Linked DNA regions of Mus musculus: regions 2 and 3 are each linked to region 1. A link is a contact called in public Hi-C and HiChIP or PLAC-seq data. All regions are on one chromosome and are shown on one strand. The core of a region is the stretch at or near the end of the contact, and the rest is flanking DNA. Distances in the headings are between cores, read along the strand shown.

The links. A called contact is a pair of places that touch in the nucleus more often than the background predicts. HiChIP or PLAC-seq counts read pairs in DNA pulled down with a chosen protein or histone mark.
Region 2: a contact with region 1 is called in a Hi-C map of bone marrow-derived macrophages, with 19 read pairs. The contact joins two enhancer-like sites. A contact is called at or near these places in 1 of 15 datasets of contacts at CTCF or cohesin (large pre-B cells), 3 of 484 Hi-C or Micro-C datasets (bone marrow-derived macrophages, nephron progenitors and pre-hematopoietic stem cells), 4 of 115 datasets of contacts at active chromatin or transcription factors (T-cell acute lymphoblastic leukemia and embryonic stem cells) and 2 of 9 other capture datasets (bone marrow-derived macrophages and embryonic stem cells).
Region 3: an H3K4me3 HiChIP or PLAC-seq map of bone marrow-derived macrophages shows a contact between it and region 1, with 2.7 times the contacts expected there. The contact joins the promoter of Fam114a1 here to the enhancer-like site in region 1. A contact is called at or near these places in 4 of 39 promoter capture datasets (embryonic stem cells, hippocampal neurons, liver and 1 more), 4 of 115 datasets of contacts at active chromatin or transcription factors (bone marrow-derived macrophages, embryonic basal ganglia and embryonic stem cells) and 1 of 9 other capture datasets (embryonic stem cells).

What each region holds. Positions count from the first base shown.
Region 1 is chr5:65,307,835-65,310,534 of GRCm38.p6, reverse strand. The region is part of intron 4 of Rfc1 (replication factor C (activator 1) 1); the gene reads left to right. Among named protein-coding and RNA genes, the nearest start is that of Rfc1, 26 kb to the left of the region's middle. Within about 2 kb of position 1,439, at least 35 of the 459 cell types and tissues checked have an H3K27ac peak or open chromatin away from gene starts, as enhancers often do. A contact at or near this core is called in bone marrow-derived macrophages, where this site is marked.
Region 2 is chr5:65,001,895-65,004,961 of GRCm38.p6, reverse strand. The region is part of intron 3 of Fam114a1 (family with sequence similarity 114, member A1); the gene reads right to left. All of the region lies in intron 2 of Gm32374 (a long non-coding RNA gene), which reads left to right. Among named protein-coding and RNA genes, the nearest start is that of Gm32374, 17 kb to the left of the region's middle. Within about 2 kb of position 1,276, at least 37 of the 459 cell types and tissues checked have an H3K27ac peak or open chromatin away from gene starts, as enhancers often do. A contact at or near this core is called in bone marrow-derived macrophages, where this site is marked.
Region 3 is chr5:64,968,750-64,971,822 of GRCm38.p6, reverse strand. Fam114a1 (family with sequence similarity 114, member A1) reads right to left here and starts at 1,748. Exons shown (of 14, transcript NM_026667.3): 1 at 1,679-1,748. Mir574 (microRNA 574) reads right to left here and starts at 1,505; the gene lies at 1,428-1,505. It also overlaps a transcript of Tlr6 not described here.

The sequences.
Region 1 (2,700 bases), core at 190-2,689:
TCTTCCTTCTTCTTCCTTCTTCTTCTTCCTTCTTCCTTCTTTCTTCTTTCTTCTTTCTTCTTTCTTCTTTCTTCTTTCTTCTTTCTTCTTTCTTCTTTCTTCTTTCTTCTTTCTTCTTCCTTCTTCCTTCTTCCTTCTTCCTTCTTCCTTCTTCCTTCTTCCTTCTTCTTTCTTCTTCCTTCTTCTTCTTCTTCTTCTTCTTCTTCTTTCTTTTCTTCTTCTTCTTCTTTCTTCTTTCTTCTTCTTCTTTCTTTTCTTCTTCTTCTTTCTTTTCTTCTTCTTCTTTCTTTTCTTCTTCTTCTTTCTTCTTTCTTCTTCTTCTTTCTTCTTCTTCTTCTTCTTCTTCTTCTTCTTCTTCTTCTTCTTCTTTTTTCTTCTTCTTCTTCTTTCTTCTTCTTCTTTTCTTTCTTCTCAGGGTTTTTGTGTGTAGTCCTTGTTGTCCTGGAACTTGCTCTGTAGACTAGACTAGCCTGGAACTGCCTCTGTCCCCCACATGGTGGGATCAAAGATGTTTAACTTGCTCTGTAGACTAGACTAGCCTTGAACTGCCTCTGTCCTCCACATGGTGGGATCAAAGATGTTGATGTAACCACCACCCAGGAGTAGCTAGTCCTCTTAACTGTTGAGTCATCTCTCCAGCCCTTGAGCTAATTTTTGGAAACATTTAATAGACTGATGTATTTCTTACATTGGGGATAGATTAGTGTTTTTAATGCTTTTGTACTGTTGCTATGCTTAGATACATTGTACAATATTTAAGAGGTTCCTTTAACATGGCTACCTTTGTGACAGTTTGGTTCCATGGGAGGGTTAAGGGAAACAGTTTAGTAACTGGGCTGTGTGACCGAAGGTGGTGTGATGAAGCTTTCCAGCACCCTGGAAATGTCATTGCAGATAGAGTGGCCTTTAACTGTGGACCAGGCTGTCTTTATCTTGGGATTTAGGTACACCAAGGCTCACTTAAGGCTCTGATTACAGATTCTCTAGTCACTAGGATAGTTTTTAGTGTAGTCTTCTGAAGAGACGCCAGTATCTCATGTGAGACTTTTATGACCACTGACAGTCTCCTCTCCCTCCTCCACTAGACACTCCTCATCCGTTATAGTCTCCTCTCCCCTTCTTCTGTTTTCTTTTTTTTTTTTTTTTTTTTTAATATAGCCCTGGCTGGCCTTGAACTCACAGGTATCCTCCTACCTCAGCCTCCAAGTGCTGGGATTACAGGAGTGTGCTCCTGCATCTGACTCTTTGCTTGTTCCATTCCGCCCATGGCACGTGTATGTAAAAGGAGCATTGTCCTTGTCTTAGCTAAAAATTTGGGGGGACAGTGTACCCATTGTGGTAGTTACATTTCTGTTGCAGTGATACAGTACTAACAATTTAAGGGAGAAAGGGTTTATTTTAGTTCCTAGTTTGGGGTGACACCATGAGGAAGTTGTGGCAACAGGAACTTGCAGATATTGGTCACGTTGTAGTCACAGTCAGGAACCAGAGAGGAATGACTGTCTGTGCCTTCCTCACTTTCTCCTCACTGTCCACTCTAAGATCATAGCCCCAGATTAGTCTTGCCCATAGTGGGTCTTCCACCCCACTCAGTCTGTGGAAGACACTTGTCACAGTGGCACACTCAAAGGCCTGTCTTGACACCGTGGGTTTCTAGGTCTCATCAGGGTGACAGATTAGTTATCGTACTCTACTATGATGTTTAGTATTATATTTTCCCATGTGATTTTAAAATCTTATTTTTTATTCCATTTTATGTGCTTTGCCTTCTTGTGTGTTTTTGCACCATGTATGAGCCTGGTGCCAGAAGAGGGTGTCAGATCCCTTGGGACTCCTGGAGTTTCAGACGGTTGTGAGCTCCCATGTGGAGGCTGGGATTGAACCTGGGTTCTCTGTAAGAGCAGTATAGCTCTTAATTGCTGAGCTATCTCTCTCCAGCCCCATAAAATTGAAATGTAGAAAGTAGTGATGTTGTATGTTGAAGACAGACTATCATGTAGCGTAGTCTGTGGGTTTCCTATGTAGCCGTGGGTGATCTTGATTCTGATCCTCTGCTTTCCGCTTTCCCGTGCTGAGATTGCAGGCGTGCAGCACTGTGTCCTGTTCACTTGGTTTTGGGTTGAAACCATTGCTGCTGGGCATGGTGCCACAAGCCTTGAATTCAAGCACGTGGGAAGTAAGAGGCAGGTGGATCTCTGTGAGACTACATAGTGACGGTGATGGTTTGTATATGCTTGGCCCAGGGTGTGGCATCATTAGGAGGTGTGCCCTTGTTGGAGTAGGATGTCATTGTGGGTATGGGCTTTAAGACTATTGTCCTAGCTGCCTGGGAGCCAGCCATCTCATAGCAGCCTTTAGATAAAGAGACAGAACTCTCAGCTCCTCCGGCACCATGCCTGCCTGGACACTGCCATGCTCCTGCCTTGATGATAATGGACCGAACCTCTTAACCTGTAAACCAGCCCGAATTAAATGTTGTCTAAGAAGTGCTGTGGTCATGGTGTCTGCTCACAGCAGTGAAACCCTCACTAAGACAGTGAGTTCCAGGCCAGTTAGGGCTATAGTGATGCCCTGTCTGAAAAAGAACAAAACTAAAAACAGAACAAATCCCCAAAATTTGATTTGTTTTGACGATTTTGTTTTAGATGCTAGGAATGAAACCTAGGGCTTTGAGCATGCTAGACTAGCACTCTGTCTCTG
Region 2 (3,067 bases), core at 27-2,526, 310 kb after region 1:
GGATTCGGTAAGGAGTACAGAGCAGACCTTCCCACTCATTGGGTAAAAACCAACCCTTGACTTGATAGAAAAGAGTCTTCTATTTCATCCACAGACAGCTTGACACCCTGCACTAAGATGGGGTAAGCCTTTCTTAGACAGGAGGAAGGGATCAAAGCACTGGTAGACCACTGCGGTCCTCATGGCTACTGGAGTTCTAGAAGGAAAAACAGCCTGTGCCCCCTCCATCTGGGTGCCTGCTACCTGCCGTGGCATGTAAGGAGAAAGGAAGCACGCATCCTGGGACCCTGGGTTGTTCAAACACGAGGCAGTGGTAACCAAGTCAAAGGAAGACACCAGAGTCAACTAGAACCAGTCAGAATTACAAAACACTGTTCAAATGACTGTTCATCCATCTCTTGAGTTAGAGGAAGACACAGATGAGACTCATACATACTCAAAAGAGTAGTATTTTGGATCTGATATCAATGCATAGAACCCTGTGGAAATCTAGGTGTGGTGGCATGAGTTTGTAGCCTCAGAGCTGGGGACATAGAGACAGATACATCCCTGGGGCTTGACATCCAGCCGTTGTAACTGAATCAGTAAATTTCAGGCCAAGTGAGCCATGCTGTTTCAAAAGGCAAGGCAGACACAATCCTGAGGAATACCCTTTGACTTTCGAGGTTAGCCTTTGGCCTCTGCACATACTCACACATGCACCCCCACATACACACAGAAGGCCGATTTCTCAGTTCTAACCTGATTTATCAAAGCAACACAGGCAATGGTATTTACTGGCTTCTTCCAACGAAAGCTATTTGTCATCATATATTACCTACAAACCCTGAAAACTTAGGAAACATGATTTACAGCTTTAATTACAATAGAAATATGTGCCTACACTCATGCAGATAATTAAACACAGCTCAAACTCATTACTGAGTTACTCGGAAAAAAAAAAAAAAACAAACTGCTAAGCCGAAGACTTAATTATAAGCTTTCAATCTGACTCGAATTAATTCTTTCTAGCCTCCAAAGAATTCCAAACATTTCAATGGAATCTCATCGAAATTTCAGCAAACACTTAAGTCGTTGGCTTCATATTCTTCAAGGTAGTTTAAAAACAACAACAACAACATCCACACAGACTTTCCAAAAGGAGACTGCAGAATTCTCCACGCATAATTCACAGCTATAGATTTCTGAGAGCCAAAGTCAGGGAATAAGTGATCTCTGGAGGCACAGCTTGCTCAGCTCTGGGGCTCAGCGGCGCTCACACTCATTATTAGCTCTTTAATCTTCCGGGGCCTTACATCCCCCTCTTTGACTTCCTCCACAGTAGGTTAGTCTTGTCTGTTTCTCTGTTGGGAGAGCTGCTTCTCATCTTGGCCAGTCTGTAGTCCCAGCACTTGGAAAGCAGAGGAAGGTAAGAGACTAGCCTCAGCTACCTAACAAGTCCAAGGCTTGCCTGGGCTACATGAGATACCGTCTCAAACAAAACAGCAAAGGGAAAAAAAGAACAAGCCTCCCACATGACCACAGACAAGTGTGCATAAACTGTCTCCAGAACTACCCCTTTGTTTTCGGAATGGAAGACAGTTTTCATGTGCATGCAGCTAAGATGTGTTTAAGCCGGCATTTCACCATGGTGCTATCTGTTCTCTGATTAACAATTCTAAGTTTTTTTGTAAGTAAAAGAAAGTACTTTCTGAATTTTCCTAGAAATTCAAATTTAAGCGTTATATTTACCTAAATATTGTGATTTTTTTTTAAATAGGTAGAGACTGCCACACCCTACTTAGCTGAGCCACTTCCAAAGCTTGACTTAGTGTGACATCTAGTGCCCAGATAAGGAAATCATAACAGAGCCACTGGGACTTTTATTTTTGACTAATGACTCCATTTCCAGAGGTTTCTACTAACAAGAAAAAGACAACAAATGTGTGTGACACTACTTGGTGTCGTTTGTGAAATAACTTCACACCACCACAAACCCTAAATATTCTAAAACATGGAAGGCTCCGGAATCCCAAGGCTCTGAGGCTGGGACTGGGTCTGGTTTTCAGGCTGCAGTAGGTGAGTGCTGGAAAGCCAAACCAGAAAACAAAACAAAACAAAACAAAACAAAAAAAAACACAAACAAACAAACAAACAAACAAAAAAAAACCCAGCAAACCCAAATCAAGACAAGAGGGCAAGAATGTCCCAAGAATGTTGCAGGACAGTGTCCTCTAAAAACATTCCATGGCCATCTGGCTTTTTAATTACCTGTGCTTACACGCTAAATGAAAGCAATCTAGACTGAAATCCGCCAAGGACATTGGTCCCACAATTTCTTAGCTGTGTGATGTTAACTTAGTTACCTAATTTGTCCGCGTGTCTCTGCTTCTGTGCTTTTTCTGCCATGAGAATTATAATATCGACCTTCCAAAATCTCTCCTCTATACCTTTAGGACATCCCAGACACTGTATTAAAGTGTCTACTTTTCTTAATAACACTGTGCTAAGAGATGTGTAATACCCCTTCCATAACTGAGAAAACTGAGGTCAATCAAAAGAACGTTATCTGCCAAAGGTCCCAAAGTTGGTAAGCGGGAAGCAGGATTTAAATCCAGTCCATCTGATGCCAGAACCAACATGTATAATCCCTTTGACATACTGAGGAAGTTTTATAGTTGAGAATGCCTTCTAACCTTGAAGGTCAGATCCTTGGTCAGGCTCTTCTTTAGAACACTTTGACTTATGCTAACCTGAACTTGAGTTGCCTCACCTTGACCACACAGCAAGGTGAAGTCCATGTTCGAAGTGTGGCCTTACTCTGGCTCTTGTATCCCAGTCATGCCTTGCACGGTCAGGGTTGATGTTCGGAATCACTCCCTGTACTGGAAGACGTGGGGATGCGGTTGGGTTGGGACCATGGGGTATGGGGTGATACCACACCCCAGTTCAATATTCTTCTTAAGTCCTCTTCTTGTGAATCCTATCAAATCCAAAGGCCCAGCCCATTGGGAGAGAGAGATGAAATAGCATACTTGTGGAGGCTGGGTCTCCGACCAGTGGTAAAGAGGAATAGCTGTAGCTCTAG
Region 3 (3,073 bases), core at 499-2,998, 340 kb after region 1:
GGGCACTGCATATACATGGCCCACAGACACACATATGCAGGCAAAACACCCACTCACCCACACGAACAAACAAATACTAACACGAGTGTTTGTGTGGCCCTTCACAGTCCACACAACTCTATCTCTTGCAACTCAGCACTTAAACTTTTGTTCCCCTCAGCACTGGTCCTCTCTCTTCACACTGCTCCTAAACCTCCAGGCTGGCTGCCTGTACTGATGCTTTGTCTTCTGGTCAGGCCAATTTCGGTTTCCATGACTACCCAGCATCTTAGTGTCATCCTTAACTTTGAAGTTGATCTTTGTCTACTCCATATCCTCCTAAAAATTTAACTGCTCCTGTTTCTCTTCTTCTGAGACTTCCACAGACTTCTCTAATGCCTTTGGAAGACTCGTCTATGTCACCCTTCAAGCCTGTGAACCACGAGCCCTTGCTTCGTTCTGACCCACAAATATTTACTCAACTGATATATACTGTGTTTGATATTGATTTGAACGAAAAACGATGTCTCACATAAGCCTGCTCTGATGAAAGAAATAACTACTTACACTTCTGAATCCCCAAGATTCAGGAAGCCCCCCACCCCCTAACACCCCGCCCCCCACCCCCCACCCCCCGTCCCCAAATTCCTTCTACACTGGCTAACTTGTGCTTCAAATCCCACCCTTGGAGTTTCATTCCATCGCTGGCAGCTTTCAATGTAAGAAGTTTAATCAGAACATTTCAGGATTGATAGAGGAAATGGAGGAGAGAGTCTAGGATATGGGCTGGGGAGGAAAGAACTCTAGGAAGCCAGGTGAGCTAAGAGAGGCTTCTCGGAATGACCTTGTTTCTCTTGTTCTGGTGTCCCAGGGAGGAGTTCAAGGACTGCTGATTTAAAAAGCCATCAGCTTCTATCAAGAGGTTCAGGGGTGGACACTGATGGTATGGCCCAGAGAGTGCTCCCATAGTCTGCCGAAAGTCCTCCTTCTTTAAGAAAAGCCAGTGAAATCCAAGTGGGGACTGACTGACAGCTGGGAAATACTCACCAGATTCCTCGGAGAAGACAAGCTGGCTGGGTAAAGGGGCTGCCTTTGGGGTGGGGAAGAGGGGGCCCAAGAGGGTCCTGGGAATGCAAACGGTGCTAGCTTAAGGTGTTTCAGGGGGGCAGGAGCGCAGGCATGCTGGGTGTGGGGCATGCCAGGGAAAGATGATGGATCAGGATGGAGGTCAAGGCCTGTGCTCGGTTTTCCCAGGGGGAGGACAAGCTCACCCTAGGAATGGAGGTCTTTGACTAGCAAGAACTGGATCCCTCAGAGCGTCGCGCTGGGAGGACCCTACAGCCCACCCCAGACTTGGGACACTTGGGGAAACTTTCCAGACTGGCTTGTGCCTAGCCTCTGGCAGCGGACTCCACGGAGCTCCAGGCCGGACGAGGGTGCAGACCGGGCGTGCGGGCGTGTGGGTGTGTGCATGAGCGTGGACTTGGAGCGACACACACTCACACACACACACTCACACGCCCGCACCCACGCAGGGCCCTCGGCCGCGTCTCCCCCGACCTTCGTGCCCAAGCAAGTTGCTTTCTCGGGACGGTTCCCCGCCGGTGATTTCTCACACCCTACAGCGGACAAGGGTCGCGGCGCGCTGGTCCCCTCCCGCCCGGGAAGGGGATGGGGAGAGGGCGCCCCGGGCTCTTACCGCTTGGCCGGCCGAGTGCGCGCGGGAGTCCCGGGTCCCGCCCCGCCACGTCGGCAGGACCGGCGGGGACGCGGCCGCAGGGGAGGGACCGGCCAAGCTGCCCCGCCCCGGGCCGCCCTCCTCTGCCTCTGCCCGGCCCCACTGCACCCTGACCTGCTGCGAACTCCGAACTCCGCCGTCCCAGATCGGTGGTCGGGGCAGAGCGCGGGGTCCCCTGCCTTCCATTACGAAGCACTGGGGAAGCCCTGCAGGTTGTAAGGAGTCCCCTAGCCTCACCGTGGGATTTCCCGGTTCTAAATTAGGTGGAATTCTCTGACCACGTCAGCGATGGGAGTGGGATGTGATTAGAAACAAAAGTAAAAAGACTCAAAGGAGCCATGCTTTCTAGAAGGCCAGCTTGGAAATGTGGATCAAAGCCCAAATTCATTCTCTTTGGCCTGGGCATTGCACATCTGCGTTTGGCGTGGAAAATGTATTTGTCCAAAGCAAACAAAATCTCCCCTCCCCTCCCCTCCCCTCCCTGATGGCAGCAGGGGGTAGGGTAGGGTGGGGCGGAATGGGATGGGGTTTGCACCACGTAGTTTCTCCGTGTCGCCCTGGCTGTCCTAGATCTCACTCTGTAGACCAGGCTGGCCTTGTACTCAGACCTCTGCCAGCCTCTGCCTAGGATTAAAGGTATGCGTCTCCAAGGTTTGACTGGTCACCATTTCTCATGCGCGCCCCCTTTCTGGTTTTCTCTTTGTAAGCTGCTCTCTCTTTTTAGGCAGCTTCCGTTTGTGTGTGTTTCTTTCCTTTGAGGAGTTGCTTGTGCATTTCTGTGCAGTTGCAAACAATAAACACCTGTTAGAATAGAACTTTGTGTGCTTGGGGGGACTTTTCACCACCCTGGAGTTCTTAATTTTAAGTAGTCAGTTGTTGGTGTAACTTATATGCTTGAGCCAGGGAGTGGCACTATTAGGAGGTGTGGCCTTGTTGTAGTGGGAGTGGCCTTGGAGTAGGTGTGTCACTGTGGGCATGGACTTAAGACCCTCATCCTATGGACTGCCTGAAAGGCACTGCTCTGCTAGCAGCTTTCAGATGAAGACTTAGAACTCTCAGCTCCTCCTGCACCATGCCTGCCTGGATGCTGCCATGCTCTCGCCTTGATGATGATGGACTGAACCTCTGAACCTATAAGCCAGTTCCAATTAAATGTTGTCCTTATAAGAGTTGACACGGTCATGGTGTCTGCTCACAGCAGTGAAACCCTAAGACAGTTGACTTCTGCTAGTTTGTTGCTCTTTTCTTTTTTCTTTTTAGGAAGATGAGAAAAAATGTTCAGAGTGGGAGGGGCTCTGAGTGGGGCCATTCAAGACTGATAGTTTTGGATCTCTAAGCTAGTTCAGGTATTTGCAT